Linked DNA regions of Mus musculus: regions 2 and 3 are each linked to region 1. The links are chromatin contacts, called in public Hi-C and HiChIP or PLAC-seq maps. All regions are on one chromosome and are shown on one strand. The core of a region is the stretch at or near the end of the contact, and the rest is flanking DNA. Distances in the headings are between cores, read along the strand shown.

Region 1 (2,843 bases), core at 221-2,720:
GTGCATCACCATCTTAGTATGGGGAGAAACTAAGGATCTGGGAGAGGAAAGGATCGGTCAGCTCCAGGTAGCATAGATGTGAGCCTGAGGAGAGCATGGGCCAGAGGCCGGGTGTCCTGACAGACCATCCAGCACTCACACCCTGCCTTGTTCCCACCCTCTCCTGTGCCCTTGGTGTTCTGGCCAGTAGCATCACCTCTCAGGTGATCTATTCTCTGTCAGTAGAAGAGAGTGTAACAAGGAGAAGCAGGCTTCTGCTATCTACGACAAGAGCTGAAAGGACCTGCCAAGACATTTTCTGCGTGACTTTGGGCTAGACATCTTCCTCTGTGAGCCTCAAAGTCCACAATGGCAGTCGAGAGCCTGCCCTCTGTGCAGCAGGCTGCTGAAAGCTAAGGTGTTGCCCTGGGGACCTGACTGAGATTGGCAGCAGCTTGTCTCTGGAGTGACCATCTCAGGGATGGAGAGTGGAAGGGACAACCCAGAAGTGTGGCCTGTGGAACTCCCGGAGGACTCCCGAGGCCTCTTGGGGATGGGACGGAATGGCTATACTATGGCTTCCCCTGACAAATGACTTAAACACTTTATCAGTGTGTGCTAAAATGGTCCAGCCAGATGGCAACTATTTTCATTTCAAAGCAGAGAAACTTGGAGCTCAGCGAGGTGACCTGACTTGTTCAGTCACACAGCAAACAGAGGCAGATTCCAGGTCTGGGCCATCTCTCAGTCGCAATCAATTAATGATCTAGGCAGAGTGGGCAGGATGCATGTGGAAACCCTAAACCCCTCCTTTCCTCAGGCTCTGCCCACCCCTCGCTCTTCTCACCTCCTCCCCAGAGAGTCTTAGCACCAGGCTGGGTCCCCTTTACTGTAACCAGCTCACCCTGTCATCTCAGCCCAGGCAGAGATTTATGGATCTCACTTCAAGGATTTTCCTTTAATAATAACATTTATAATCATTTTAGAAATTAAGAGCTGAGGATGCAAAGCATTTTAATTAAAATAATCCGTGGCTGATAATTATAGGACTCTCTTAGCTGGAACCATCTTCTCTCAATCTGTCACCGTCCCCGAGGAAGCCAGGAGTTTAACTGTGAGCAAATGAGCAAGCCTTGGCCCCCGTGGGTGGAACAGGCTGTGGGGAAGGCGGCTCTGGGTTCACCCCAGAGGCTGTTTTCAGGGTGAGCACAGTTCATAAAGACTTGGGGCTGGATTCCCAGGAGCCTTGCAGGGTAAAGTGTCTTCTTCAAAAGAAGCAGTATCCTTCTCCTCCTCACCTGTTCCCATGTCAACCCCCTCCCCATGGCCACACATGGTCCTTTACCACTTATCACACAGGCCCAGCTATGAAGACCAAGACACACAGGAACTCATCTCTGCCAACAGCGCCAGTTGCCTGCCTCTGCCCCACCCCCACTCCTCCCAGGAACTGTCCTGCCCTCTGTAGTCAGGAGAGGGCAGTGAAGGCCACCAGATATGGACACAGCTCCTGAAGCACAGACTTCATAATGGAACTTAGAGATAGCAGAAGAATCCTCCTTCCACCAGCCAGCAGCTCAGCCCTGGCCTCACCACGGGCGGCTCCCATGTCAATTCCCCTAGAAACTCACATATCAGCAGAGTCAAAACACGCAAGCCAACCATAGCAGGAAGCAATTACACACAGGATGTAGCTGCAGAAGTCAGAGTCCCCAGAGACTGATCAGGGAAGGAGGCTTTACAGAGAGGTGATGCCCGACAGGGTGGTGATGGATGAATAGGAGCCCAGTGGCTCAATGACAGTTATAACTGCTCAATTTGTTAACTGTTTACCAGGTGCCAGGTGCCGAGCAGCTCTGGTCTGTGGTCTAGAGCAACACAATTAGCCTGAGACCAATCTTATAATCAGCATCCTTTTCTAGATAGACAGGTTTGCCTCGTGTGCTTGAGTGACACAGTTAAGTAGAACTACTCCACGAAGGGAGACTCATCAATGCAAAACCTAGCCATTCATCAGAGGGCTTGTGGATCCCAGGGAGGCTTCTGAACAGAGCTGCTCTCTGCAGAGCGGAGAGATATAAACTGGACAGAAGGTGTGGATAAGAAAGGAGGAAGATTGCCAAAAGACAGCATCTCACCTGACCTGTTTGGAAACTCCTGATCAGAGTGGCTGCATTCTCTGGCCTCACCTCCATCCCCTATCCGTAACTGTAGGGCGAGGCTCCCTCTGGGTGCCCTTGCAGCTTAGAGGGCCTGCAGGACCCTGGGCCTCCTGAAGTGTCTCTAGCATGGTATCCACTCCCTATGCTTAGCAATAGGAGGAGCCCAGGGAAGATGATCATATCAGGGCTCCAGCATAAACCCACTTACAGAACAGTGATGGGAAGGGGTCAGCCTGGACATGACCTTGAGCTTTCTGAAGCCTCTACTTCCTCCTGAAGAGAATAAGGGATGGGTGGGTCACCAGAGGAAGTATGGGATATCTCCAGCAGGTGATAGTGACTTGGCTCCCTGTGGGGACCTGGTTCTCTAAAGGCTTGCCTACTTCAGCCTAGGTGCATCCCTCCCCACTCCCACTGGAGGCCTGAAGAGGATTACCCAGACTCACTCATGGGTAAAATTGGTTCTTGGCCAGAGGAGATGCTGAGGGGTTGGGGTGGGGTATGGAGTGGGCTTTGTAATGAGCATTGTGGGGGTGACCAGGAATGGCACACTGGCAGTAGAGTTGGGGCTGGCCACATACCAGGCCCATTCTCCCACACCAGTAATGGCGTGTTAGGTGCCATACCCAGTCCCCTGCCCACACCACCAGCTTGCTCACACCTACTCCATTCCCTGCAGAGGACAGGCATAGTCTAGAACAC
Region 2 (2,843 bases), core at 158-2,657, 360 kb after region 1:
CCATTTCTCTGGGCTACTGGGTGACAAGAAGATGAGGGTCCTGGGTTCTCAGCAGGTACAACAGAAGTGTTTTTAGAGGGTTTGAGCTTCATGTCCCATACACTCAGGATACATATGTCACTGAATTCCCATGCAAGGACAAGGAAGTTAGAGGACAGGGAAGAAGTGTTCTTCCTGAAGCCAGAGAGCCAGGCTCCAGCACCCATGTTTCCACCCCAAGGTTGTACGCTGCAGGATGTCTGTGTCCTGCCCCAATTCCCTCACACTGCCACCTCATGCATCATAGACACAGCATCCACTAGTTGCTGAGATGTGACCACCTAGTGTCTGCCATGCAGCAAGAACATACAGGACTGTCTAGAGCCTGTGTCAGGAAGAAGGCCATTTTTGTCCCCTTTTGTGATTATGTAAGACTAGCATCATCATCAGCTCATGATGTCTCCAGCTCTAGGCTGGGGGACTTCAGTTCTCTGGGTCCTCAGACTCAGTGAAAGGAAGTACAATTGACAGATCTGGGACCTGGTAAGATGGCTCAGCACAGAAAGGTACTTGTACCCAAGCCTTATTACTGGAATTCAATGCCTGGGACCCACAGGATGGAAGGAAAGCATCAACTCCTACAACTTGTGCTCTGACCTCCATATGGGCACTGTGGTGCATACGCATGAACCTGCACACATGCACATAAAATATATACCTAAATAAATGTAATAAAACAATGGACAGACCTGCCTCCTCCTGGATGCCTGGAGTGGGGACAGGCACCATGTAGGTGGTCATGTTACTGCATGGGGCCGTGCTATGGCTTCTCCTCTGGTCCCCAGATACCACCTTCTCCCCTTTACAATGCTGTCACTCACCCTGTTTGAACCCTTCATAGCTTCTTGCTACCGTCATGACAAAATCCCAACCAGTCCTGCTGACAAGATTCCCCCCAGCTTGCTCTGGACAGCGCTCTTGGCTCTAAATGTTGCTGCAGCACCAGGGATACATGAACGCATCACTGTTTCAAGCCCTCTAGGACTTTGTCCAAGTTACTTCCTCTACCCAAATTGTGTGAAGAGATACCATAGCAAACTCTTTATCTATCCTCCAAAACCCTACTCATGTATCATCTTCCTGGAGGCTTTCTTTACCATCTCCTCTCCCCCAACACAAACTAAAATAATATTTCACTTACTTATACTTCACTAGTTATAAAATGTACCATTTAATTATTAGGTGTTGCTTTTCATAATATTTAGCATTTGTTAACTATACTAATACTATAGCCCAGGCATTTTTCTAAACATGTATCGTTTTTACTTCAAGTATCCAAACCCATAAGCTGGGTCTGTTAGTTGTTCCTACCTTAAACCTAGGCAGGTTTGCCACTGCCTCTACCACTAGAGGGCAGCAGAGGCGACACTCAGCAGCTAGGTTATAGAAGGAAGTCACTTCCTTCCTCCTACCCACCCATCCATCACAAACCGGCTCCCCGTGCACCCCCCCCCAGTCACCCCCCCCTCCCAATTCCTGTTCCCACCCCGTTCCCCTGCTCATTCTCTCGATACTTTCTCTTCAGACTCACCTATCACCAGTCAGAATGTGCCATTCAAAAAGGAGTCCCAGCCCGGGAGCTGCATGAGCTAGCGAATGAGGACCTTCCAGATGTTTCCAGCCACTTGTACCACCTTGAATATTGAAGCTCTCCATGGTGGAGTAGGAGCGAGCACCTCACAGCGCCCTTTCCCAATTCCCATCTCCTGCTGACAGACCCAACCAGAACCGAGGAAAGGGTGATGCTTGGACGCTTGCTACATACAGTACAGTAACAATTACACCAGGTCACAGCTGCCCCATCGCTTAGATGAGATGGCCGAGATGACAGCCTGAAGCAGTTGGTTCTCTGATTCCACCATGCGGGTCCTAGGGATCAAAGTCCAATTTGTCTGGAGTGGCAGCAAGCGCCTTTACCCGCTGAACCATCTCGTCTTCTAGCATCAGTTTATTTATTGCCCCCTCCCAACCCCAGTGGGCATATACTGTTTATTCCCATAAGGAAACCAGGTCACTAAAAGGTCAGGAGACTTGACCAAACCAGCCATGGTAGAACAGATCTGACCTTCATTTTCTGTCCCCACCTTGAGCGTTCAGCATAACATACGGCTATGACCACAGAGTGCTCAGCAAAGCACATGACCTAGGATTGTAAACCCCGATTGGTCAAGCCAAACGAGCAGCTGGGTATGTGGGCCCAGGGGTCCCAGAGGGAGGCTAAGCCCTTCCTCAAGCAGTGGGGAAGCCCCTCCCTTCACTGGAAGTTTAGCATGGGTCCTGAAGCCCGGCACCATGAGGTCCCTGGAGGTACTTGCCACCTCCAGTTTGGCTTGTCATTTCTGTCTTGTAGGAAGAAGAGACCCAGGTCTGATGGCAGTTATTTCATTGAGATGTCCGCGCTTTTCGCGCCCACCCTTTAAAGCTGACATAAAAGTATCCAAAGTGGGGAGGGCTTTTTACTTGGTGTCATAAAAGCCATTGGCAGACATTTTCCTGGAAGGAGAGAAACAGCCTAGAATTCCAGTGACTCACACAATCTGGGAGTGTCTCCGAAGCTGGTGTGGGCATCTGAGGGTTACCGATGGGCTATAGGAGGCTTTAGGCTCCTGGCGTGAGAAGACTGCAGCTGGGCCCGCACAAAGTGATACTTAATGCTTTTGAGTTCAAGAGTGAATTAGGAATGCTCACAGGCCTGGCTGCCCCCATGGCAGGAGAGACATTGGTTGGAGCATAATGTGGCCTAGATTAGAACTGGACCATGAGACACACTGAGTCATGCCAGTCTCAGTCTGAGCTTTTGCGAT
Region 3 (2,843 bases), core at 108-2,607, 290 kb after region 1:
TTACCCTGTATCCACCCATATGCACAGGAATAGTGAGGGGCCTGACCTGACCTGAGAGCTCTCTGCTGATAATGATGGGCCATGAGAAGTGGGTGCCACTTGCCACTGCTGCACGCTCACAGGGCAGGAAAGGGTTAACAGCCTTTTGACTGGGCACAGGAGACAATGGTAAGATAAGATCAGATCAGAAATTCCTTCTAGGAATAACAATGACTCAGCTCGTACTGCCGATGTGCCAGGAGTAGAGCTGTGAAGAAAGCGGACTATGGGCCTCCTTCCTCAGAGCATCCATTCCATGTGCTGTGACACAAAGCCTATGGGCTCCAGCATCAGGCTTTCTGGCTTTGGCTTTGGATCCACCATCTTTCTGAGCTTTACAGAGCACTGAATAGCTTCCCTAGCCCAGGCTCCTCGCTTGGGGCATACATGCCTGCCTTGGCACTTTTAGTGTGAGAACCAGATACCTTCCAGCTTCCAGCAGGCCTCCTTAAGGGCTGGGTTAGGTTTCATGCTGTTTCAGTTATTTGACAGAGACTTCTGGCTGCCTACCTTCTTCACTGGTAGCAGAAACCCTCCGTTCTGACGGAACCTCCAGAATGGATCAGATCCCCCAGCCTCCCTTGCATCTCAGTTTTGGACCGCGGTGTAGGAGACCTGAGTCTGGCATGTGCTCTTAGAGCAGGTGGCAATACGGCTGTCCAGCTCCCTGCTGCCTTTCTTCCTTCCTGCTGGTGGAAGGCCAGACCCTGGTGGACGGTGCTGAGTCCTGGTGACCACACTAAGAAGGGCAACAGCCTAGGGAGCAGTGAAGCAAGCACCCCAGGACACCTGTTACACGGGACTGCTGGTGAGCAGCCTAGGGTCTTGAGAAGAAAACAAATCTTGGATCTTGCTGAAGCCACTGTCACTTTGACTTTGGATTCCAGTGATAATGGGATCTGCCACCTGCAGCACCACAGCCTGTCACTGCTGCTCACCTGTGAGGAGATAAAGAGACCATGAAAGCAGGGGGGGGGGGGCTCGGTGGCAGAGTAGTTGCCTAGCATGTGTGAGACCGCGAGTTCCACCCCACCCCAGCTTCCCCTTTCTAAATTAAAAACAATAAATTAGGAATAAAGACAAGTCTGCAGAGACTCTAAAATGCCTTTCTCAGAAGATGAAAGGCCCACCCGCACAGCTGCCACACCGCATGACCTAGGATATGAACCTATATGGTGGAGAACTCGATCTAGGGTACACATGACCTGAAGGAAGAGGTGTCCAGGCTCAGGAAGGATTTGGGGTCTGTAGGTACAGACTTCTGTAAGGAGCTGAAGCACAGTCCTAGAAGCAGTGCTGAACAAGCCACCCAGAGAGGAAGTGGTTGTTGGACAGATGCTTGGGTTAAGCCTGTATCGAAAGCCTGCTAGGCATGATTGTGGTGAAGGGTAAGGCAGTGAGTTAATACAAAGATTGCATGAAGCTGGGTGAGATGGCACAGGGAGGGGCTGGATCAGGAGTTCAGGGTCAGCCTCAGCTACATAGTGCATTCAAGACCAGCCTGAGCTACATGAGAGCTTGTTTCAAACAAACAAACAAACAAACAAACAAACAAACAAAGTGTTTGCATGAGAGGATCTGAGGCAAACCTCTACATGCTCTTGGTATTTTAATTCAGACTTAGATTGTATGGAGTGTTTGCAGGTAAATGGTAGGAGGAAGACAAGGAAAGAAGATAAAGCAGGAGCAAAGGTCCTGTGGCAGGAATAAATGTGATGTGATTGAAGGCAGGTGTCATGGAAATTTGTCATTGTCCAGCTTCCAAACTCCTTCTTCTGTTTGAAACACCATCTCCGCCCCCCCCCCCCGCCCTTGTATCATGAAAACTAAACAAATCTGGCAACATATTTCTAGCTTCCCTTGCAGCTAGGGTGCAAGTACCTAGCCTGTTTCTAGCCTCCCTTGCAGCTAGAGTGCATGCAAACACTCAGCCTGGACACTGTTACACAAGGTGTGCTGTACTTTGTCTCTCTCTCAGCATCCTGCCCTACCTCACAACATACATGCAAGGCTGCTGTTTTGTCTCTTAGAACTGTCTCTCCAAGCACCCTGAGAAAAGCCTGCTTTGTTATGCAAAGCCCTGCTTTATCCAGAGTTGAGTGGGTACACAGAGCCCCTCCTTGCCCTCTAGAAACCTGCCTCATATTCCCAAACACATAAGTATGCCATCATCAAACAAAACTCTGCACCTGCCACCAAGGCTCTTCAGGGACCCAGCGTCTGCTCTCTTAAGCAGAACTCCACTCAATTCTGCCGACCTCCACTTAGCTTCTTAGAAATCTGCTCTGGGCTTTGTTAGTTATCCCAATATTGATGCACAGAAACTAATCTTGTTCCATATAACCCCATTTTGTTTTTACAGCAACTTGCTTGGCTCCGTGGAATTCAGTCTCTTTCCTTGGAACTGGGCTTAGCTGTGTCAAAGCTTTGGTGAATTTATAGAGATCTGGATTCACAGAACTCTCCTCTACTACCAAGAACCCTGCTGTGGGAGGGCCACCTGGACACTCTGAGGCAACTCAACAGCACTAGGCAGCACCTTTAACAGAACTCTTTCCTGAGACTTACCAGAGTATGACAGTCTCGTCTATGTCTAGAGAGATTGCATATAGGAGAATCCAGTGTCACTGACTAGGGAATTTAGACCCCTGTGTTTATAGACAGAAACTTCAGGCCTTGTCCTGAAATCATCTTTGTCTTTCTACAGGTTTCTTGATTTCTTTCACAAAATCTAATATCTTGGCTGTATCTTCTCTGAGTACCTGGCACCTATCCACACCTTAGTAGGGTGCAGTGAGGACAAG

Evidence for each region. HiChIP or PLAC-seq counts read pairs in DNA pulled down with a chosen protein or histone mark. A called contact is a pair of places that touch in the nucleus more often than the background predicts.
Region 2: a contact with region 1 is called in a Hi-C map of pro-B cells, with 2.7 times the contacts expected there. The contact joins two enhancer-like sites. A contact is called at or near these places in 3 of 15 datasets of contacts at CTCF or cohesin (large pre-B cells, pro-B cells and stem cell-derived epiblast-like cells), 16 of 484 Hi-C or Micro-C datasets (the C10 cell line, cerebellar granule neurons, cerebellum and 12 more) and 3 of 115 datasets of contacts at active chromatin or transcription factors (embryonic basal ganglia, large pre-B cells and oligodendrocyte precursor cells).
Region 3: a contact with region 1 is called in a RAD21 HiChIP or PLAC-seq map of pro-B cells, with 4 times the contacts expected there. The contact joins two enhancer-like sites. A contact is called at or near these places in 1 of 15 datasets of contacts at CTCF or cohesin (pro-B cells), 3 of 484 Hi-C or Micro-C datasets (the C10 cell line, cerebral cortex and frontal cortex) and 1 of 115 datasets of contacts at active chromatin or transcription factors (large pre-B cells).

Annotation. Positions count from the first base shown.
Region 1 is chr11:82,254,316-82,257,158 of GRCm38.p6, forward strand. No RefSeq gene overlaps it. Among named protein-coding and RNA genes, the nearest start is that of Ccl1, 76 kb to the left of the region's middle. Within about 2 kb of position 1,471, at least 13 of the 459 cell types and tissues checked have an H3K27ac peak or open chromatin away from gene starts, as enhancers often do. A contact at or near this core is called in pro-B cells, where this site is marked.
Region 2 is chr11:82,612,309-82,615,151 of GRCm38.p6, forward strand. No RefSeq gene overlaps it. Among named protein-coding and RNA genes, the nearest start is that of Gm24612, 18 kb to the left of the region's middle. Within about 2 kb of position 1,408, at least 4 of the 459 cell types and tissues checked have an H3K27ac peak or open chromatin away from gene starts, as enhancers often do. A contact at or near this core is called in pro-B cells, where this site is marked.
Region 3 is chr11:82,540,849-82,543,691 of GRCm38.p6, forward strand. No RefSeq gene overlaps it. Among named protein-coding and RNA genes, the nearest start is that of Gm24612, 54 kb to the right of the region's middle. Within about 2 kb of position 1,358, at least 15 of the 459 cell types and tissues checked have an H3K27ac peak or open chromatin away from gene starts, as enhancers often do. A contact at or near this core is called in pro-B cells, where this site is marked.